Linked DNA regions of Bombyx mori: region 1 is linked to region 2. Evidence: chromatin contacts called from public Hi-C data. All regions are on one chromosome and are shown on one strand. Each heading gives the region's core, a stretch centred on a gene start, on an enhancer-like site or on the middle of the called end of the contact. The rest is flanking DNA. Distances are from core to core; before and after follow the strand shown.

Region 1 (5,568 bases), core at 930-3,429, 99 kb before region 2:
CCTGGGCTTTATGTTAATGAACTTAACTGATGTCGATATAGAACTTACTGTAGGTACTCTTAAAAAAAAACCCATGTGTATCGATGACCTTGAACTTTAGCTGTAGGTGGACTTTACATCAGGTGAGCTCCAAGTGAGTAGATAAGGTTATTTTGAAGGTTTTTAAGCGATAAGATTTTCTCAAATCTGAGACACCTTACATTAGAGACAAGTATTTTTGCGCTGAGCCGTGATTTGTTTGGAATTTTTATTTTTTATTTTTATTGCTTAGATGGATGGACGAGCTCACAGCCCACCTGGTGTTAAGTGGTTACTAGAGCCCATAGACATCTACAACGTAAATGGGCCACCCACCTCGAGATTTAAGTTCTAAGGTCTCAGTATAGTTGCAACGGCTACCCCACCCTTCGAACCGAAACGCATTACTGCTTCACGGCGGTAATAAGCGGGGTGGTGGTACCTGCCCGTGCGGATTCCCAAGAGGTCCTACCACCAGTGATTACGCAAATTATAATTTGCGGGTTTGGTTTTTATTACACGATGTTATTCCTTCACCTTGGAAGTCAATCGTGAACATTTGTTGAGTACGTATTTCATTAGAAAAATTGAATCTGAAAAAAATTCATCAAAAATAAATAAAAGCCTGTACTAGACATGAGCTATTATCTCGGTCAGTCAATAGACAGAGTAGGAATAGCGTGAAGAAGTCATCTGGTCTAACTGCTCGATCAACATCGGTACCACGCAGCACTTGTCAAGATAATACGAGCTGCTCCGGAGACCAGTTCGTTATGGTGACGTCACTGCGGTCACAAACGCGCTGAGCTTCAGCTCAACGGTACATAGGTTAGCTCGCGAAGACTTCATTACAAATTACCTCCGCAGCTAGAGACACGACTTTACAAAACTGCTTTGCGCCAGAATTTGGCTGTGTCTTCTCATAACACAGTCTATTTTTCTAATGAATCTCCTCTTCATAGTGCCCTCACTGCTGAGGATCGCGACCACATGTGACTTTTCTCCGCAGTGTTCGATCATGAGCGGCACGGTACTCATGGTATAAACGACTACCAAGCGACTTAACCAGATTTGACGGTCTGGCTGGTGTTCTGCTCACGGCGCGCTTGCCTTCTATGCGACCCGAAAATATGAGCTTCATATTTCATGTCTGGGAGACCGCATGATATGTCCGAAGAAGCTCATAACATGTTCCCGGCAGACGACACAGAGGCTTTTTCGGATGTTTAGCTCCAATGAATCAGTCGCGGGTATCTCCCACGTAGATGTCACGCTGTTGATAATAAGCGCAATGATTTTTATTGATAACATTCGAGTCCCTTTGTGACGTCGTAAAACTAGAACGCGCGTAATGCGGTGACTCAATAAACGCTGCGCTTACGGAACCAAGGCAAGCAGAAACATCATCCGATCGTAAAAACGATCGTAAAACTGGCAATATTCATAACGAGCAATCAGTGTTTTGAGGGATATCGGAGGATCGATCAGTGTCTGCAGCGCAGCCTCGGGCTCCAGCGTGGACCAACGCGTGAGGTTACGGCTTCTCCGCATCATGATCCGGGTCTCGATTATATGCTAATGCGAGAATAAAACTTTCGTTTACGGAAACGGGCTATAAAATTTGTCCGTAATTCGCGGTCGTTTACTGTCGGCTGGTACCGCGTCCGACGCACCCACGCACGTCTTCATTACGAGGCCCGTTGTATCGGCACCGACGATCTAGTCCCGGACAATGCGAGTCGAACGTAACAGAAACCGATCGAGCGAACCGAATACGAGAAACGTAATCGGAGCGTCCCTCGCGTCGCCTCAAATAAAACAAAACCTCAATCAAACATCTCAAGGTAGGTCGGTCGGTGCGTCGACCCGGCCGCCGGGTCCGGTCCGGGTGGGTACCGCGCCCGCGATCAAAAAACAACAAAAGTATAATAATGTAACGCGCTAAGTATCCGTCTTAAAAATACGCCTCGATCAGCGGAGTGCGGTGCCGCGCCGGCATCTCGGTGGGACAGCAGCGCGTGCCGCAAACCGAACCGAAGCCCGTCGGGCCGAAGGTCGAGAGTCGAGAGGCGCTGTCGAGAGGAGTCCTCGCGCCGGAGGGCGGAGGGCGAGCGGCGCGCGGGACGGGGTCGTGATGGATGGCCCAATCAGGCGGCGGAGCGATGCCGGCCGCGCTAATCGAGCAGTGAGCTGGACCCGCTCACCCGCCCCGCACGCTCGGCCGTCGCCGCTCCTCGCATCGACCTCGCCGCACGCCGACACTCCGCCGAGAAATCGATCAGGAACAGGAGAGACGACGGAGCTGAGGGCGGACGACGAGCGAATCCTTCGTTCGATGAATAACGCCGTGTTTACGTGCTGCCCCGGCCGGATCGATAACCACCAACTGCTGTAAACAACCGTGCGAGATCACAAAAAAAACGGCGAGTGGTCGCCGCCCCCGGGACTATTAACGGCCACGTGACTAATTTCGGGAGCTGTCACGAGCAGCGACCCGGGCACGCGGACCGCGGGCCGCACTCCGCCGCCGCGATGCCACCGTCGCTAAACGGTTCGCTTCGAAAGGGAGCAATAGTCTCGTGAGCCGCCGCCCCGGTCGGCCTCAATAACAGAGACAGAACACACAGAGATAGATCACTGCGAACAATTAATTATGTCTCATCGCTCGACGGAAAGGATCTTTATAAATCAACGGACATCGCATTTTATCGTTGAGAGATCCTCCCGCACTAATCCCGTCAGAATTGAAATGAATCTAATGAAACGTGGATACGTAGACGATAAAAAACAAGACAACGCCGGGATGACCTACGAGTATTTTAACTTTTTTTCCGACGTTCGCTCTCGAGGCGTATTTTTTATTATTTTTAATTCTGTCTCTGGAACGACGTCGTTTTTTTGATTTTGTTTTTTTTATAATTCTTTTTCGTTGCCTTTTCATAAATATTTTAAAATCGGATTCGTTCGGAGACGAGCGGAGCGAATGGATTAGGATTTAGATATTTTCGGGCGCGTAATTTATGCCCCTCTTTGTTGAGATATGAATAATGAGAGAGAAAGATAAATCTGTGTTTCGGTCCGGTGCTCGGTGCGGCGACCCGTCGCCACTCACCGCTGATAGTGCCCGCCGCATATGGCCCGTCTTGGCTCCATTGTTTTTGTTTCCAATGAGCATTTGTGTGCGATTGATTCGCTCTCGTTCGTTCAGAACGTTTGATGGAGCGGCGTCGGATCGCTCCCGTCATCCGTTCATTGTCTCCATTACCCTTCGTTTGTAATTGGTACACACACCCGCTTCGTTCTCTACGAATTTAATAGTAATCCAATTTAGAGTGGGGCCTATTTAAATTCCAATACAAATGATCTGGGCCATAAAGTACCGGCAGCAATTCGAAGTATGCGCCTCGTTTAAAAAGCCCTTAACGAAATTATTAAAGTAACTATATAATAAAAAAAAAGGGTCAAGCCGATGATTTACCGACGTCAATTTTGACAGCCCGTAGTTTTGTTTCACCGAAATTATAGTTATTTGATGGAATATCCATCTATTTGAAATAAACGTTCCGTTGAAAAAACAAACGTTTGCCTGACGGAGACTGCGCTCAACGGTCGGAATGTCGGAAATGCGATCCTTCATATCGAGTGACTAGATAATTGTTTCGATTGAAGCAAATAAAGATTTTTATTTTGAGGAAATAAAATCCCGTCTCACTGAAGTATTAGAGGTTTGTTTGCCGATCGCGGACTCCCGCCGCCCGCCACTCGCTGTCATACAATATATTTGCATCAATATAAAGGCAACTTTTTATTCATAAGCGACCGTTCGTATACAATAATGAGGCGGATAATAAAAATCGCGTATTTATACGAGGGCTCGCTCCGCGGCGGGACTCCGGACGATTCCATTCGATCTCTCATACCGAGTACTTTATTGAACGTATTTATTTGTATTAAATGTTTTTTTGAGTCATCGCATTTCACTCGGATGCACAATAAAAACTGGTATTCGACCAGATTAAAATTGTAATTCGCGTTGTAAGTGACGCTTGTTTCTGCTTGTTTACGGTCCGCACAAACGTATCGGAGGATGCGCGGCGGCGGCGCGGGTCTGGCAACCCTGAGTATGAATAATATAAACGAAAAGTCAAATGTCATAATTAAATATATTTATATAATTGAACTGAAGTCGGTTATAATGGAGAATACTAATTTTGACTTTTTACCCGAATTTTTCAAGAAACACGAAACACGCGACAACTCTCAATTGAAACATAATGATAAAAAAACCTGACTAGACATTTACATGGATTTGAAAAAGATACTAAAGAAGAATACTAAATAATTGGCTTTTTTGCTTTGAGATATAAAACTAAATATGAAAATGTAAGAATTGGCCGTATGGTTTAGTTCCATTGCCTTTCCCTTCGAGAAAAACCCTACTATTACTACTACTACTACTACTGCACTGAAGTCGGACGAAAGGAGAGGCATCAAAACGATGCGACCGAAAAGTAATTTTTATTTCGCCATTTTCAATTAAATATCTGAGTAATGCGTAAAAACGCCTTGAAATATTCCCTGAAAACGTTCTTCTGTAAAATTTTAATAAGCTGATATTAATTATGCTAAATTATGTAACGGTTAAACTCAGATAGCAGGCTCGTTATAAGAAAATGTGGTTAGTAAATCTAATGATAGTAGTGAAAAAAGAATAAGAAGGGCATATTTAAAAATGACAACGTTGCCTGTTTTTTTTTTAAAGTTTATTTGAACGCGATCACTGAAGTAAGCTCCAAATTTGAATTTATGATTACGGCGCCAAATACATCTGCTGTAAACAGACAAAATGAAAACTATTATAGATTATATAGTTTCTTCTAAGTTTATTGATCGATTATTTTAATATTTATTTTAGATGACGATTTGATGTATCTATAAAAGTTTTATAAACTTCTTTAATTGTCTTCTCCTTCCTAGAGTTTTCTCCGGTCACCGTAAATTAACCCACAGACACAGCCCACTGAGCTTTTCGCCGGATCTTCTCAGTGGGTCGCGTTTCTGATCCGGTGGTAGATTCTGTGAAGCACTACTCTTGCTAGGGCCAGTGTTAGCAACACTCCCGGTTTGAGCCCCGTGAGCTCACCTACTAGCCACGGTTACGCTGAAATAGCCTCTAAGGCTATCAGCTTAGGTAGGAAAAAAAAACAAGGTGTTTTCTCGTCTTAATGCCAGGATCCAATTTCCTACCTAAACTTCTCCATCTTGCCCGGTTTTCGGCATCGTTCTGGGCGAGGTTATTCTCATCCTTATCCGTTTATCCGGCTTTACCACATCCAACTAGCGTGTCTTGTTCTTATTATATTTTTTATAAACTTCTAATTGTGCTTATTATTTTAATTTTAAATGAGACTTCATTAAGTTGCTGTGTAAAAACAAAAGACGACATTAAAAGTTAATTTTTTATAGGAAATTTATGAACGATTCTACGAGGAAATTAATTTTATTATTTAGTATTTGTTTCATTTACGTGACAGCTGTTTTATTGATATT
Region 2 (5,375 bases), core at 1,554-4,053:
ACTCCTCAGTGCAGGTGTGGAATATAATATTTATGATCTAAAGAAAGGCTTCGAATGCTCGTTAAAGGTAATGAGGTGGTGGTAACGTAATAAATTTGTCGCTGCCCGGCCCCAGAGGCAGAGCATTTGCATCTTTACGTAGGTACTGTGTCCAGATTAGATTTAAAAAAAATAATACATAATATAATGACAAACAGAATAATGATTCCGATTCTCGATAAATTTAAGGTTTTCGTTGCCTTATATTTGGTTACAGGTTGAAACGAAGTGGCAATTTCAATTCGGTACGAGATGGAGAGAAAGGTTTTGTCTTGTTTTTTTTCTTTTTTCCTACCTATTCTAGTAACCTCGAAGGGTTATTCTAGATTCACCGAGCTAGTAGCTAGCTCACAGGGCTCTAGCCGGAGTGTTGCTTCGCAGAAACTACCACCGGATGATCTGGCGAGAAACTCAGTGCGCTAACTTATAGTGAGCAGTTAAGAGTACGATAAAATTTTTTAAAGTTAAATTTCAATGAAAACCTATGTAGATATAGGCTGCTTCCGAAAAAACATTTATTGGTTAAATTAAGCTTTGTCGAGAGCACAGTACGTCCCCCCGATAACAGATGGCGCTGCGAGCACGTTCCGAAACCGCCCAGTCAGCGTGACCCGACACTAGCTCGCCTCGTTAGCCCGACACGGCGCCTGTCACTTTTTTGACAGTTCCCGACTGAGACATCGATAGTGCGGCGCTTGTTACCGCCGGGGCGGAGCGCTACATTACATCTGTTGGTTTTGCTCTTGTAAGATCATTGTTAGAACAGCTTTTTTTTTGTTTGTAGCGATAGTTCGATAGCTCCACAAGTAGTTTGGTAACTATCGCGGCCCGGCTCGTCTCTGGTAGCGTTCGATCGACCCTCACGATGTTGCACAATGGCCCTTTGTTATCGTTCCCGTCATGTGTAGATCGGACGTGAAGTTGGAATGTAGAAATCGGTTATTAGCTCGTCGATTTATATCTTAGTCACAAGAAATAACTTCACTAAGCAAATTTTAGGTTAGAACTAAGCATAGAAGACGCGGCAAATTCGAATTTGGAATTCACAAGGCGGCGGGCAGGTGTCACGATACATCGCGTATTCATGACTCGATATATCATGGCCGCGAGCGTTAAAAAACCGGAAAATAGCGCGAAACGCCAGTTTTCCCGCCTTGACGTGCAATTATAAAGATAATAACGCTTTCGCGCCGCCCGGTTTTATTTGTACGTCGCTTGATTTATAACTGTTTGTCGGGTTCACGTATTCCGAGACCGCTTGCATCGGCTCAGCTGTTTCGAGTACGTTTTTTTTTTTTTTTCGTTAATAGGATTAAAGCGGCTCTGGCCACGGTTTATGTTACAAGTTGATATGATATTAACCTGCATAGCGATATGGTTGTTAAATACGTTTTTTATGATGGTCGTTTTGCAGGCTTAAGGTTTTTCGGATTCGAAAACCTTTTTTGGTTGCGAGGATGTAATAAAATAGAAACTGATTTTTCTTAACTTAAAGCTCCTTAAATTATTAAGGTGATAATGTTCATCCGTGTCTAATTAAGAGTAATTTATCTCCTCGATACTTATTTTATTATCTATTATATTTAGTAACATTCTATGAAACATATGCTTGAGTGTCCCACATTGAAGCCTAAAAAAGTCGACAAAACGCAAGCGACAAATAAAATTAAAACAAAAGATCTAAATGAAAACGCATCGTTCCCACGATCGAGCGTCGAAACCAAAACGAATATCAACTCAGAGGACGCGTAAACTATTTTGATTAGAATGGCATTCCCGCCGAAACTAACCTCGCGAGCCGCCATGACATTTTTCAATATGTCAACTTGGCCGCGTTTTTTGCGCGCCAAAACCAACCTCACTTCTGAAATCTTAATCCTAAAGCTTTTAACGAGAATTAACAAAAATACGATAGATTTTAACGTCTTAAGGTTGAGATTGAAAATGCTCGAATTACTTTTGCACTAAAATAGGCTTTTGTATAGTTAATTTTGGTAATGTATCAATGACAACAACACTATAATGACATATCTCCATTAAGTTTAACAATACCCTCCGCACCAGGAAGCGGGTACTTAATTACATCGAACTGAACATTCTGAGAATTGATTTTTTTCTTCTTCTGGAAGGTTCCGCTTCGGTTTGATCATTAATCACAGGTCGAGACTCGGAGGTAATGTAATACGGGCGCGCGAGATAACATTATCGTAAATATAGTTTTACAAAATGTATTTACCTACCGCGCAACATGAAAAGGATAAAAGACCACGAGGATGCCAACAGCGCGACACTTGAGCCGCAGGAATCCTGTGCGCAATCTTGCTTCATCATCAGAATTTACATTGAGTAATATGCGTATTATTTATACATGTAGGTACCAGTGAAATATCATGACTCGACATGTCTTCAACAACCATAACATATATATAACCATAAAACCTAAGCTTGATAGAATGAATGTGTCGTCCTTTTTCTCGTTAACAATGAATCCTACACAAAAATATAGGAATGATATTCGTTTAGCTAAAATACGAACAATTGAACAAATTGTGATCAATACCGCGCAGACAATATCGCAGGTAATAGCTAGTATAAGTAGTATAAGCTAATAGCCACAGTTGCGAGGTTTATTTCTAAAAAAAAAACTAAGAACGTCGGACATTTGAAGTGGAAAACAAAACATCGATCAAGCCTGTTCTCTCTCACATAAATCAGTCGGAATAGAAAGGGACAGGTGCACTCTGCTGGCCGACTTTATAAATGGGCGGAGCGATCAGAGACGTCACCGATGTCGAAACAAAGGAGCGGAATGGATATAATAGAACGGTGCAGTGTGCGAGCGGGACGGAGGATGTTTTTTTTAAATGAAAACTCCAAGGCGGTCGGGAAACGTTAAGAAAAAGGCGTCGAAGCCGTAAAGATGAATTGTTTCTGATTAATTTGCGCGCGACAATCCCGATGTACTGGAGGCACTGCTGCTAATTATAACGATGTTAATGCGAACACGGTCTGAACGAAATACTGTAATGGCGTCCGTTGATTAGCGGAGCACGTGCGATAAGTGAACGGTAATTAAAACTAGACGTTACGGTAAAAAAGAATACGATTTTGATTGACATGAAGTTGGGGACGGATGAACGAGTTCAGGGCTCAATAAGCGTTAAGCGGTTACCGGGGTGCTTAAAAATCACAGTGTGTAATGCCGATCTTGAGACATTACTATTATTATTATTATTATTTATTCTTTATTTGTACACACTGTTAATATAATACAGTAATTGCGATAAGATATAAAAAAATGGCGAGCTTAACTCAACAATTGAGTTATCTACCAGCTAACCGTTCTCAAAGAAGGAAAGCTTTACATGAGTGGGTAGATGATTTACTATGTTCTGAGCGAGCTCACAAAACGATCAACCTCTAGTATGTATGCATTTACACATAGGTAAAATAAAAAGTACTTCAGGTACATCAAAATAACTAGAATGCTTAGAAAAAGTAAAGGAACTATCGCTCTAAGCGATCTCTTACAGTCAACCTTTGAATCGAGATGATTTTGGAAATTGGAGGGATTCGCTCCAATACAATCCAAAAATTGATTCAATAAAATAAGTTTCAATAAATTTAATAACAATAAATAAGTGGGAAAAAATCACTCGAATGTTTTTCTAATAGGGGAATCGAACCCATGACCCTCGGCGCAATTCAGGGCCGCTAACTACAGCACCACTGAGTCAGTCTATGTTTTATGAATACTGTGAATCACGAAGACGTTTCTGTGCGTTTGTACTTTATCAAGAAGCTATGGGGCAGTGGGATCAAATTCTGACAGACTCAATGAGTGATAGATTAGTATTCGTGTCGGTAAAACGTATAGAACTGGTCGTTAATCTGTGGAACGAGTGTTGCATTATTTTATTATTAAATTCAAGGCTTTTTCTAAGGCGGGGAACGCGGGAAGCGATGTTGTTTGAATTGCATTATTTTGTTTATTCAGTGTTTCTTCGGGTTCAAATGTGTGATACATGTGGCTTGTTACCTATTCAGCATCTGTGATGGTGTCGTGTGTCGTGCACGAGCTTAGGAAGCCGATAAAGAGCCGCTGAATGTGGGTTCTCGACTTCCACCAAAAGCTCTACTGAAAGCTCAATAAATAATTACCATTTTACGAAGTCTTTATATCTTCCCAGCTCATCTCAATTTATTTAATTTCATCCCAATTGATTACTGTCTCAAATAAATCAACTTTGCATCATTTCATCCGAATAATTTTTCGTTCCATACTATTTTTCATATAGCAGAAACACTTTAAAGATATGGCTGTATGGTGCGATACTTTCGCTTTTCCTATCAAAAGTAAAATCAAAGTCAAATGTCAAAATCGAAATGTAGCTATAACGAATCAATCGTCGATTCCCAGCGAATAATAGAATTCGTATTATCTGGAAACAACTTAAGAGTCTCCGAGGCAATTGTGTGGCCGGTCATTACGCTACACTTAGTTGTGACACGGATAGCGACAATAATGGCGTCGGTTGAGGGCGCGCGCGGGAATCGGCGACACAATAAACGCAGGTATCAATTGAATTAGCGCATTATTCAAATTGCGCTATTATTATGATGCGGCTGCGCAATTTGCCTATCAAGCCCTGGTGAGTGACAGCCCAATGCGCTCGCACTCATTACGAGCGACGTATATAATTTTTGACGTGAAAAACGTAGTTTTTATTGGGGGCATTATAATAATTCTTTTTTTTTCGTATTCGAACGCTCTGATTTTGAATTTCGTATTAGTTTAATAACGGCCAGAGTTGTTTGAATGCTTTCGATTACTCCGCCATTTGTAAGCCTCCATCGAATTTTATGAGACCCTATAGTACTCAGGCCACATTACGAAGAGAAAGGAAGACAATCTTGAAACACCGGTGATAACTGGCAAAGTGGAAGAAAAAAGATCGCGGGGCGCAGTACAATGCTTTGGTCTGACCAAATCCGCACCACCCTCGATTCCACCATTTACGATACTCTCAGAGTATCCGAAGACACGTACATCGGGAGACTAAGCTCATGGCTGGATGTGGTCATGACCCTCACGCACGAGGAGTACGACTGAAGGAAGTAAGCTGCACCACTTAGTTGCTTGTTCTCACTAGAATTCACCAAACAATCGAAATTCGACCATAATCTCCGATACGGTCCCGATACGCATATAATGTCAGAGACTGTACTATCTGACTATCCTACGAAAAATAATAATTCTACAAGCCATCTATCGCCCGGCTTTTCGATACCTGACGATCAAGATATCAATATGGCTTGAAGATACGATGAAATTA

What was found. A called contact is a pair of places that touch in the nucleus more often than the background predicts.
Region 1: a contact with region 2 is called in a Hi-C map of whole pupa, with 2.6 times the contacts expected there. The contact joins two enhancer-like sites. A contact is called at or near these places in 2 of 7 Hi-C or Micro-C datasets (both in whole pupa).

Annotation. Positions count from the first base shown.
Region 1 is chr25:1,465,047-1,470,614 of ASM3026992v2, reverse strand. The region is part of intron 8 of LOC101737806 (homeobox protein homothorax-like); the gene reads left to right. Among protein-coding and RNA genes, the nearest start is that of Mir3215, 21 kb to the left of the region's middle. Within about 2 kb of position 2,179, at least 7 of the 8 cell types and tissues checked have open chromatin away from gene starts, as enhancers often do.
Region 2 is chr25:1,366,624-1,371,998 of ASM3026992v2, reverse strand. All of the region lies in intron 10 of LOC101737806 (homeobox protein homothorax-like), which reads left to right. Among protein-coding and RNA genes, the nearest start is that of LOC101736885, 80 kb to the right of the region's middle. Within about 2 kb of position 2,803, at least 7 of the 8 cell types and tissues checked have open chromatin away from gene starts, as enhancers often do.